Linked DNA regions of Mus musculus: all the other regions are linked to region 1. The links are chromatin contacts, called in public promoter capture Hi-C maps. All regions are on one chromosome and are shown on one strand. The core of a region is the stretch at or near the end of the contact, and the rest is flanking DNA. Distances in the headings are between cores, read along the strand shown.

Region 1 (3,044 bases), core at 333-2,832:
TCCTTTACTTAACCCAGGGTAATTCTAGTTGTATCAGTTTTAATTTCATGTTTAGATAGAGTAGCTGGGATGATAGAGTAGCTGGGATGATGTTAACTGGGAGTTGGATGATTCTTTTTTTTGGGTAAGGGATATGTTAAAATAAAAAAATAATTATTCTTTTATTTGTTGTTTATTTATTTGGAGACAGAGCATGTAGCCCAGGCTGGCCTCAGACTCTTGATACGTCCTGCCTCAGCCTTCTAGTGCTGGGACGACAAACAATAAGTGCTCATTCTTTCTGTTGTGCTTTGTATTAAAACCAGGAGTTTATTCATGTTAAACACTCTATCACTAAACTATGTCTGACTCCAGGGACCCCCCCCCCCCCGTTTACATTTTGAGACCTATTCTGCTAAAGCTGCCCTGGGAACCCTTAAATTTGGGATTTTCCTGCCTCAGCATTCTGAGTACCTGGGGATATAGATCTGTGCCACACACAGGTCAATTTATATTTAATTTTTATAAAAGTGTCATTTGAGGTAAGGTCTTACTCTTTCAGCTCAGGCTGGCCTGGAACTCACTGCAATTCTCCTGGCTCAGCCTCCCAAGCGCTGAGATTACTAGTGCACGCTACCACATTCAGCTGGCTCCATTCTTGAAGCTGTATACATTCTGGTGCTTCATTTCATTTCGTTTTGGGGACTCTTCTGTCCTCTGATTCCAAATGAGCTTGCACGGGTTACTTGACGTGAAATGAGCTTCGTGGAGTTAGTGTTCCTGAAGCCTATGTCTCTCTGGATAATGGACTCGACTATCTGCCTCCCTATCAAAGCGAACTACTGCCAATTTCCCAGCGTGAGCTTCGACGGCTCCAAAAAATGGTCCTTGTGTTAAAAGTGTTTACAGGTCGTGATGAGCTGAAGAGCGCCCCAGAAAGCTGTTTTTACCCATTTTCAAATCCTTTGAGCGTGCTGTTCAAAACACAGGGAACCCCCCCACTTCTCAACACTGAAGGGCTTTTCCCTTCTTACATTATAGAAGTAACAGGCCATTCAGAGGGGGGTCTTGGACATCGCCTGAGGGATGAGGACAAATCCGAGAGCGCCTTCTGTCAGGAACGTGCTCCGGCCCGGCGGACTCGCAGGTCTCCATCTTGTGGGGCGCTCGGATCCCTCAGGGCGCCCTGAGTCAGGTGTGTGAGGCGGCGCCGCCCAGGCCCCTCGGCGTCCGGCGCCTTGTGGCTGGTTCATGGTTCCTAAGGCAAAGGGCTCAACTCTCTTGAGCAACTCGGAACCGCCAAGGAGGTGAGGGACACAGCCCTGGGCTCCATCCCCGCGTTTTACGATTATTGTTCTCCTGCGGCGCCGCCCTCCCGTGCCTTGGCTCCGCCTGGAGGCGCGTTCAGGAGCAGCTCCGCCGCCTGCATCTTCCTCCCTCGGAGCAAAGGTTCCCGCCCCCTCTGGCACCGCCCCCAGCATCTGCGCATGCGCCTTCGCCGCCCGGTTGGCGCTCCGCTCCCCCTTACCTCAAGCCTTGGGGCGCGCCGCGGGCGGGGCTTCGTGGGGGGCGGGGCCAGCGCGCCTCGGTGGGGGCCCGGCCGGGATTAGTTGGTTTCGGCGAGAAGGAGGAGGAGGAGGTGGGAGTCGCGAGCGCCGAGACAAAGCCGCGTCCCGGAGACGGGCGAGGGGATTGGGCCCCGGACTCGGTGGCGTCCCGGTCCGCTGAGGGGACTCCAGCGCCGCTGCCTCGCAACAGGTCGGCCGCCGGGCGCGCGGCCTCGTTCTCGCTTGGCTTCCCCGGGCCCGCGACCCTCGGGTCACTTCTGCTCGGCCAGGCCGCCGCCAGACCCCCGCTTCCATGCGGTTCGGGTCCAAAATGATGCCGGTAAGCGGGTGGGCGTGCTGGGGCCCGGAAGTGTACAGGGCGGGGGGGCCGGGTCAGCGGAGCCGGTGGAGCTTCGGGCTTCGAGGCTCTGAGGCTCCGTCCCTCTGGGTCCCCGCGACGGTCGCGATGCTGCCCCGCAGGCAGTGCGGCAGCCCGGGCCGCTGCTCCAAACTTTGCTTCTCGGATGAGACCTTTGGGGAAGCTTGTTTTGAAGGTCAAGAGCCGGGGAACCTTGTTCTTAGCCTATTTCTTTGAATTGTTTTGAGGCTTTTTACTGAAGTGAAGCATAGCGCTTGAAAAGGCTTGCCTTTCTTTTTCTTTCTGCCAGTTTTTTTTTTTTTTAACTTGAATTTCGATCTGATGTTGGTGATAGCAGCCATGTCACCCTATCTATCTCTTTGTGGAAACAGGTTTTAGTAAATGCAGCCTTGAAAGTTTTAGTTCAGAGGAAAACTTCAGTGCCCCGCTCCCCCAGCTTTTTTTCTGCAAGACCTCTAAGAAAGATGAGTGAATTCTTTTGGCATCTGACTTGGCCAGCGTCACAGGTGACTTGCAGGTTGAATGGAGGTGTTTCTGAAAAGCCCCCTTAGCAAGCACAAGATCTGACTGGTTATGGTGGCTCCTGCAGCCGTGTATTTATTTCCTCGTGGGTGTTGTATTTGTTCTCCTCTCAAGCAGGATTAATCGCAGTCAACCTAAGTCCTTTTTTAAAAAATAATTTTTATATATTCTTTGAAAGGTCACGTATTTTAGCCATATCCATCCCTAAACCCCTCATCAACTCACGTTCTTATCGCATCACTTGTTTAAGAAAACAAAACGATAAAAACTTAAAACAACTTAATTTTTTTGCTTTTATAAAATCCAAGAAAGAGTGTTAAAATTTGTGTTTCAATGTTCTATTTTGTTTTGGTTTTTTTGTAATTACACGTGCAGAATATACTATACTGTCTCTTTGCCCCTTTGCGTTGTGGAGGGTGTTCCTAAATTTTTCTAGGTTGGACACATATATAATATTTTGGTTATTAGGTTATTAGGTGGCTTGGGATGGTTACAATTGCTAAGAGTCAAGAAATTTGGAATTACTAGCATTTTGTAACTAATGGTTTAGTCTCATTTATTAAGTTAGGGCTGTGATGTGAATATCTTAAAACGCATACCTTGGTTATGATAGACTG
Region 2 (2,700 bases), core at 162-2,661, 2.3 Mb after region 1:
AAGTGGTCATTTCGGACGCCTTCCAGAAATTCTACAAACCCCTAATTTACACCCTTCAGCCCCCCCCCCCCCCCGCCTTCCTTCAGGAGCTTAGACTGGCCGGTTTGCTTCCCCGCAATTCTTAAGAAATACTGGAAATCAAATAAATGCAAAGTGTCCCCACGCTGAGATTTCCTTGTCAGAAAGATCTAGGTCGTTCTGCAGATATTTCATTCAAAAGATGGATAATACACACTTTTGCAAAACTTTGCAGCAACCAGAGTATGGTCATCCGTTTCTATGCTGTTTAAGCAACACGAAGATATGTTTTTAAACATGGGATAGCTGACTTTTACATGTCACTAAGTTTTCCTTCATTTCGTTTTCTTCGCCCTCATTCTACCGTTCTGTCCTTAAAAATAAACGCACCCCAAATCCTCCTGACATCAGGCCCCTCATGGGTGGTGGTGAGGCCTGAGGCCTTCCAGCGATACGTACCTCTCAGAGTGTTGCCTTCCTTAACTTTTGGGTCAAATTCCGCAGACAAAATTCGATCGATACCAAATTTGAGGTCTTTGCTGGAGGGGGCAGGGGCGGAGCCGCTATGGTGGGGGACCACCCGCGTCCCCGAAGTCGGTGGCTGCAGGGAGACCGCCCGGGGTGGAGGCGGGGGCTGCTGCTGCGGTTGCTGTTGCTGCGTTGGTGATTGCTGCGGGAGATGCTGGTGGAAGGCGGCAGAGAGCGGAGACAGCCGCTGAGGGAAGCCAGCCGGGACTTCTGAGGGCGCCACCACCGGGGTGGGACGGAGCGGGGATCTGGCGGCAGCTTGGAAGGAGGCGTGCGGGTGCACGGAGCCCAAGTGTGCGGTGAGGGCTGCCGAGGCCCCCACCAGTCCCTCTGCAGCGGGCCCCGGCTCCCCGACGCCGGCGTGCAGGATGTCCGCGATGCAGAAAGAGGGTTTCTTGACAGCGGCTGGGTCCAGGGCGAAGGAGCAGCCGCCCGGGCCCGCCGAGGAGCAGTAGGCGGCTGACCAGAGACTAAAGTTGGAAGCATAGAAGGGAGCCAGGCCGGCTGCGAACATCCTGGCAGGATCCCGGCGGGGTCCTGGGTGAGTGGGGAAGTGGGTGGGCGCTCGGGCAGAGGCGGTGTCCCAGCCGAGCCCGAGCTGCTTTCGGTTCTTCGCCCGCCCTGAAGCGGAGGGCCAACCGGGGAGCCCTAGCGCCACCGAGGGACGAGGCGAGGGCCCGATCGCCGCCCGCCACGGCCTGGGCCCCTGGCTTGGCTTGAAAGGCGGCGCGGCGGGCGCGCTCCCCGCCGGGTGGATGGAGGCGATCGCCAGGCGCTGGGGCGACAAGGCGAGCGCGGCCTCGCTCTGCTACTCCGCAGAAGCCGGGGAGACAGGGACCCGACACCGAAAGAAAAACCCAAACAGCTAAGCCCTAAGAGCTAAATTTAAAACAACAATAATGATCCGTTAGTTTAAAAAAAAAAAAAAAAAAAAAAAAGGAAAAAAATTAAAAAAAAAAAAAAAACTCCTCTCTAAAAACTCCCAAAGTTTTGGCAGGAGCTTTCGAGTCAGACCCCGGGTAGGACCTTGATCCGTGCGCTCATTGGACGTCTTCGTGACCAATGGGACTCCGGAGTGGAGGGGAATTGGGAAAGAGGGGGGCGTGGCCGAGCTCGGCCACGCCCTGGCCACGCCAAAGTGTTTTCTGCGGCAGCGTGGGCTAAGCTGAGTACTGAGCGTCTCTGGGAGCCGCTTGGGGGTCGAGACTCCTCGGGCCTCTGGCTCTCCTCTGTCCCCTGCAGCTCGGGGACCCGCCAGCGGCAGAGCCTCGGAGCCGGTCTCCGGAATTTTCCTGGAGCTGCGGAGGAGGGGGATCACTGAGGCTCCCGTACTCTGCTGTAGTACACCCCCAACCTCCACCCCAGCAGACCACGCTGGCGGTCCGCAGGCTGTCCCTTCCGTATTCCGCTCTCATGCGACTTTCCTTCTCTCTGCTTTTACCCAGGTGCTTTTATCACAAGTCCTAGGTAAAGGCCCCATCCTCTCAGCGCCCCTACAGCCCAGAATCCCGACCCAAGTCTACTGTAATCCGCTGGTTTCTCAGCTCACCAGAGCTGCTCCAAGAAGCCAGGAGGAGGGCAGACCACAAATTAGTTTTATTCGGAGCTGTCATTCCAGTGACAACTTGAAAGAGTGACTTTTCAAACAAAAATAAGATAGATGGCTCCAAACGTCTCCCTTAGAAACAGCCAAACTTTTACCCTGAGCCTCGGAACCAACAAGGAGTGCAGCCCCAGAAGAGCGGCACGCGTGTCCCCTCTCTGCACCTTGTAGGAAGTGCTACCCTCCGCGGCCACCACATCCCCTGGTCACGTGAGGTCCTATGTTTTGCAAGTGCCAGGGAGCGGTTGCCTTTGAGATTAAATACCTACTTTTAATTCGGCTGCAGTTTTTCCAGGATCCGCTTTGGCCTGTTGGAGGGAGGCACTGTCCGAGCCTCCACAGCCAGCGCCTTCCATTCTTGCTAGGGTCTTTAGAACTCAGCCTAGGTGCACTGGGAATTTTCTGTCGCATCAACATCTCTATTTTAAGAATTCGTTCTCTTTTAAATTATAGTCAGAGTGGATTTCCCCGCCCCTCTCCCAAACAGACCACAGGCCACCTAGATGAACGGTTGTTGCACATTTCAGGAAGAAAATAAAATAATGACAATA
Region 3 (2,700 bases), core at 169-2,668, 2.4 Mb after region 1:
TGTGTGGAAATGACTGGCATGTGCCACCATGCCTCCCTTGGATGCTGGAGGATAAAATTCAGGGCTTCACGAACCCTTGGCAAACACTCTCTCCTACCAACGGAGCTATATCCCCAGGCCCTCAGTAAATGATAATTTAAACCCAAACCTCCCAGCATTGCAAACATAGGCCGCCAATGAGGAATGGAAAATCCATGAGCGGAATTCCTGATCTATAAATTTATTCTGTAGCAGAACTAAACTCTTTTTTTTTATTCTAACCTCCTTTATTATTATTTCATACCCGTTTGTGACTAGCTCTCTATCGCCATCTACCACAACCCCTCCCTCGCCCCACCCCCGGCAAACCGTGTAATTCTGCTCCTTACTCGTTCAAGTGGTCACCAGAACTAGAGGGAAGGCCCGATGTTCTTGAAAACGCTCAGCCAATGGCATTTTATATTTCTAGTGTCCTACAGTTAGGAGAGCTGTACGGACAGCTGACAGGGGAGTCTCCCCCCCCCCCCCCACCCCCCAGGGTTCCAGGAATGCTCCAACTCAGTTTTCCAAAACTACTTTAGCCAGAAGCACGGGCTTCGCAGCTAAAGGATCAAAGCTCGACAGCCCAGAGAATTCAGGCAACAAGCCTCAGTTCTGTGAAGCCGAAAGGGGTGGGGGCCGAAATCCAGGCGCTCTGTTTCGCTTTAGAGTAAATTTGCATGTGGTAAAACTAAAATTCTCCTCCCGGAAGGTCTCCCCACAGACATATTTGGGCTTGCAAACTTAGATTTCAACTTGAACACGCTCGTCAATGTGCACCGTGCTGTAACTGCTGTCATCTCTTTCCCATATGTGTGTTTCCCAGAAGCAACAAACCCTTACTTTCTAGGTTTGGGGAGAACACAGCTTGCAGTACGGAACTCCTCTCTCGACTTGCTCCAGGCTCAGGCTCACAAAGTTTGCACTCACCGAGGGGCGCCTGGTTCCAGGTCTCACACTTCCGAGCAAGGATAGGCAAGGCCCCACCTCCCTCGCCCCGGCCCATTCGCGCCCGGTGCAGTGCGGGGCTCGGCGTACCTGTCGCGCACTTTGCCACAGCGCAGCCCCATGTCCGTGCACTCGGTCTCACACACCGACACCCCCTTGCAGGACTTGATCGGGTAGATCCAAACCTTCGACACCGTGCCCACCTGCTGCAGCTGCCGGCGCCGCCGGGGACGCGTGCGACGCCAAGCTACGGTCCCCAGCGCCACCGCAGCCAGCCCCAGCGCGGCGACGCCGAGCCAGGTGGACCGCGGCTGCCCAGGGAGGCCGAGGCGAGCCAGAGCCGTAGAGCTGGAGGAACCCATGTTACACTATCCCGGGCAGGCCTGGGCTACTGGGCCGCGGTGTCGAGGCGGGGCTTAAGGCTCCGGGAGTGTGGGAGGAGCCAGGGTTGGCGCAGCCGCACTGCCTGTCAAACTTATGCTGCTCACGTCCAGATCAGTGTCGGCGGAGCCTGGCCCACGCCCATCGCGGGTGACAGCGTGGGGTGGTCACTTTCATTTTACTTTGTCTCTGTCCGCCTTTAAAGTGATCCCTCCCCCCATGACTCTTCAACCTGCTACACTCATTAACCCTTTTGCTTCTAAAAGGAGCACACTCAATTGTGCAAGAAGCTGCTGCACTGAAATGAAGCAGAATGGAGGAATGTTTCCTGGGGACAACTTTGGGATAGGTCTCCCGAAGATCGCGCAACTCTCTGGAACGCTCGGCTTCCATCTCTGCAGGTAGAGACAAAACTACTGGCGCGGCTTCTGGCAGCGTGACCTGAGGTTACAGGTACACCAGCCAATTAAGACAGCGCAAGGAAGGGAAAGGCTGCCAGAGCTTACCACTTGCTGAGGTCCGAATAGAGGACTCTGGTCGACTTTTCTCAGACAACGATCTAAACGGAATCCAAATGTCAGGCTTTGGCTAAGAGATAGCCCCAAGTTCAAGATCACGGTGGGCTATTGATGGCCAGGACCTGTCTCAGAAGCATCAATGATTAACTCATCAGTTGAAAGCCGCTCAACCCATAAAGGTCCTGGCTGCCAACACTGACATCTCGAATTCAGTCCCTGGGAGCCATGTGATAGAAGGGAGGGAACCATTTCTTGAACAAACAGAGAGAGTGGGAGGGAGAAGGAGAGGGGGACTGGGAAGGGGAGGGGAAGACTGAGACAAGAGACACGAGAGAGGAGAGGGTGGGAGGTGTACATGGAGAGACAGAAAGAGGAGACAGGGGGAGAATAAACGCTAAATAAATAAATGGCGAAATGACTCAGTGGTTAAGAGCACCCAGATGGACTCCCAGTACTTACATAGCAGATCGTATCTGTCTGCAATTCCAGTGCCAAGAGACCCCCACTCTCTCTGCCCCCTGCAGACCCCCACTCTCTCTGCCCCCTGCAGACCCCCACTCTCTCTGCCCCCCGCAGATAGCTGGAACACAGGTGGTACTCAGGCATACATGCGGGCAAAAACATCCACATACTTAAAATAAAAATAAAAATTTTAAAATAGCCAAGGGCTTAGAATGTTGAATTCTGCTGCGTGGACAGTCACCAGAGACGACAGACTTCTGCATGGGAGGAAAGACAGGACAGAGCCCCAACCTCTGTAACTGGCAGAGCAAGTGTGTTTGCTTCTGATAGGTGACACAGACTGAGAGAGCCTACCCATGTAGCACGTGTTCCC
Region 4 (2,915 bases), core at 381-2,880, 2.4 Mb after region 1:
CTCAAAACAGGGAATAGTTAGGGTTCCTGACTGCCTGGAGCAGAGGTGAGCAGCTGACCTTTGAACTTTGTCCAGAACTGCTGTGTCTCAGTGAAAGGACCATTGGTGTATTTTCTAGTGAAGGAGAGTCAGCCTCTAATGATCTTTGGTTCTTGAGATATGAAGAATTGCAAAACACAGGTGATGGGGAGAGGGGGGGGGTTGGGGCGGGCGGAGAGCAGTCTCACATTACAAGGTCCACACTGAACCGAGGAACCCACTCATCTGTAACTGCCCATCAACCTTATGTAAAAGCCACCCGTAAATCAGCTATGAGACAAGAAGGGCTTTGGAGCAAAAATCTCCATTTCTTCTTCCTGAACCAGTCGGTCAGCATGTCCACTGGACCGGCCTGATCTGAGGCGAATGGCTTGTGTTAGCTTTAGAGAGCTGAGACGGGGAGGTCGCAGCCTCTGTTAGCCTGTGTCCTCTGCTGAAGGAGAGGCCTGAGGATCCTGATACGCAGCCTTCCAGTGATGCCCAGAGCTGGTGGGAGACCAGACCTGAAGAGAGCAGAGCTGCTGAACCTTCGCTGAAGTCCCGGCGACAGGGGTCACTCCTCAGCTGGACTCTTAGTCGCTGTTTACAAATCCCAGGTTGCCCCCCCCCCCACCCAGTGCAGAACCTTTATCTGACAAGAGCCTTGGGGAAATAACACTCACAGCTTATTTTCTTAAGCTGTCATGCATGCTCAACTACTGCACTAACAGGGATGAGCCGTGCCTAGGATCCAGGATCTATTGTCTTAGTTTTTCTAAATTTAAGACTATCACTGAGAGTAAAGTAACCAAGGACCAGTCCCTTCAGGGTCCCTGGGTGGAGGGAGATTGAAGTTTCTTCTTGCGGATTGGCCGGCGTGAGAAATGCCTCGTCTAACACCACAAGATTTGAAATAGCCACGAGAGGATGGATAGAGAGATGTCCAACTCCAGGAAGCGTGAAACCCGGGAACTTCAGAGTTCCAGGTCCCCCGAGTTGGCTGGCGGAGGGTGAAGTTCATTTTTTCCGTTTCTCACCACCCCTTTCCCAGCCTCCGGTCTCTAGTCTGAGTAAGAAGGGACCGGCGAGCGGACCCCGCTGACCTCCCCACACCCACACAGCCTAGGTCAGCGTGGTGATGCTCGGTGCTCAGCGTACCTGTCGCGCAGGTGGCCATAGCGCAGCCCCATGGCAGTGCACTCTGCCTCGCTCACCGACAACCCCTTGCAGGACTTGATTGGGTAGATCCAGAGCTGTGCCACCGTTCCCACTTGCTGTAGCCGCCGGCGTCGCCGGGGACGCGCACGACGCCAGGCCACTGTCCCCAGGGCCACCGCGGCCAGTCCCAGCGCGGCGACGCCGAGCCAGGTGGACCGCGGCTGGCCCGGGACCCGAAACGCGGAGAAGCCGAAGAGGGTCAGCGCCCAGGACCCCGCACCCATGACTGGAGAGGGCGGGATGAGCGCTTGATACACCTCCGGCGCCGACTGGACCAAGAGCTACTGTGGCCAGCGGCCTGGGCCTGAGCCCAAAGGTCAGCAGCTCCTGACCCTTCCCCTCCAATCCAAATTGTGCATCTTCATTCGGCCTGGGCGGGAGGTGGTGGCTCAGCTGTGGAATCTCACCGCCTGCCCCTACTTTCCGCTGCCTTCCCCCCCTTCGGTCCCTCCCTCCCTCCCTCCCCTTCCCTCCCTCGCTGACCCTCTCCCAGGATCAATCAGTGCAGAGCAGCTTATTTACATGTTTGCAGAGTTGTTTATTTGACCTAAAACACACAACGTTTGCAGAACGTGGCGTGATTTTGAAATTAGAAACCAGGCTGCGGGCAGCCGCCCCTCTGGGGTCTGTGGGGAGCAGTTTGGCAGCAGCCAGGGTGCTTCCAACCAGCTGGGATATGAAGGGAAAAGATCTGACCAGCCTTGAGGATCTACAGGGCCAATCCTGGGCTGCAGCTATTCGTAGACACCCGCCCCCCGCACCCCCCACCCACACGCCCCTCTTTTCCCTGCGTCCTAATGTGGACTTGCACTGCCAGGTATCTCTTCCGAAGGCTACCGCATCTTGAACAACAAAGACAAGACCATCAAGGTACCTTGGGCGCCTTAGGCACCTGTTTGGTGTGTCAAGCTGCTAAAATGTCATATTTATTCAAGACTGTTCTAACCAGAGCATTTTCTCTACTAAGTTAAGGCAGAGAGACTGGACTTTGTACTGAAACAAGGGCTGGGGATTTTACAGCCAAGGGGCAGTGCGGGGATGAACCTGGCTGCAGGAATAAAGATTTCTCTGAAGAGAAGCTTGTGCCCTTCCCTCTAGCCAACAGACTCTTGAAACAGTGGACCAAGAAACTGGGACTCCCCCGACTTCACCCCATCCCAAGTCTCAAGGTGAGAGAAGGAGATGGCTGGGAGCCATCAATCAATCGGAGGGAGAGCCTGCCTCCCAGAGGGAGATTCCACAGAGTTCTGACAAAGCCTCAGACCGCCTGAAACACGGGAGGGTCTGATGGGTAGGATCACACTTTGACCAGAATAGTTCTGCTGATGGGCAGCATCCTAAAGCAGAGGGGGCAGTCCCCAAAACTCGATGTTCACGTGGAAATGCAAGAATGAGGTATCATGGAGGCCAGCCGAGGCCAGGCAATGTGCTGCCGGCTGAGTTGGACGCCCTGTAGAGGTGCCCTGTAGAGAGGCCACTGTGTGGAGAGTGGGAGAAGCAAGCAGAACGCTAGCACACACTGGCCTCAGCTAGCTGGGCGACTCACTTCCCTGGGTTTGGGCATGAAATGTCACCCTCTAGCTTGCATGTCCCCCCGGCTGGTGGCGCTATCTGGGGAGGCTGAAGTAAATGATGAGGTGTAGCCTAGCTGGGGAGGAAGGAAGTCTCCTGAGGGCTGG

Evidence for each region. Promoter capture Hi-C pulls out the DNA fragments that hold promoters and counts their contacts.
Region 2: a contact with region 1 is called in a promoter capture Hi-C map of embryonic stem cells, with 14 times the contacts expected there. The contact joins the promoter of Hlx here to the promoter of Trp53bp2 in region 1. A contact is called at or near these places in 3 of 39 promoter capture datasets (embryonic stem cells, liver and pre-B cells) and 1 of 9 other capture datasets (embryonic stem cells).
Region 3: a contact with region 1 is called in a promoter capture Hi-C map of pre-B cells, with 4 times the contacts expected there. The contact joins the promoter of Mtarc2 here to the promoter of Trp53bp2 in region 1. A contact is called at or near these places in 4 of 39 promoter capture datasets (embryonic stem cells, hippocampal neurons, liver and 1 more) and 1 of 115 datasets of contacts at active chromatin or transcription factors (large pre-B cells).
Region 4: a contact with region 1 is called in a promoter capture Hi-C map of hippocampal neurons, with 5 times the contacts expected there. The contact joins the promoter of Mtarc1 here to the promoter of Trp53bp2 in region 1. A contact is called at or near these places in 5 of 39 promoter capture datasets (the C10 cell line, hippocampal neurons, liver and 1 more).

What each region holds. Positions count from the first base shown.
Region 1 is chr1:182,407,585-182,410,628 of GRCm38.p6, forward strand. Trp53bp2 (transformation related protein 53 binding protein 2) reads left to right here and starts at 1,583. Exons shown (of 18, transcript NM_173378.2): 1 at 1,583-1,866. The coding sequence starts at 1,840.
Region 2 is chr1:184,731,082-184,733,781 of GRCm38.p6, forward strand. It overlaps Hlx (H2.0-like homeobox), which reads right to left and starts at 1,412. Exons shown (of 4, transcript NM_008250.2): 1 at 478-1,412. The coding sequence starts at 1,060.
Region 3 is chr1:184,844,490-184,847,189 of GRCm38.p6, forward strand. It overlaps Mtarc2 (mitochondrial amidoxime reducing component 2), which reads right to left and starts at 1,419. Exons shown (of 8, transcript NM_133684.4): 1 at 1,057-1,419. The coding sequence starts at 1,328. It overlaps Gm34451 (a long non-coding RNA gene), which reads left to right and starts at 1,358. Exons shown (of 2, transcript XR_865818.3): 1 at 1,358-1,748.
Region 4 is chr1:184,809,670-184,812,584 of GRCm38.p6, forward strand. Mtarc1 (mitochondrial amidoxime reducing component 1) reads right to left here and starts at 1,631. Exons shown (of 7, transcript NM_001290273.1): 1 at 1,177-1,631. The coding sequence starts at 1,460.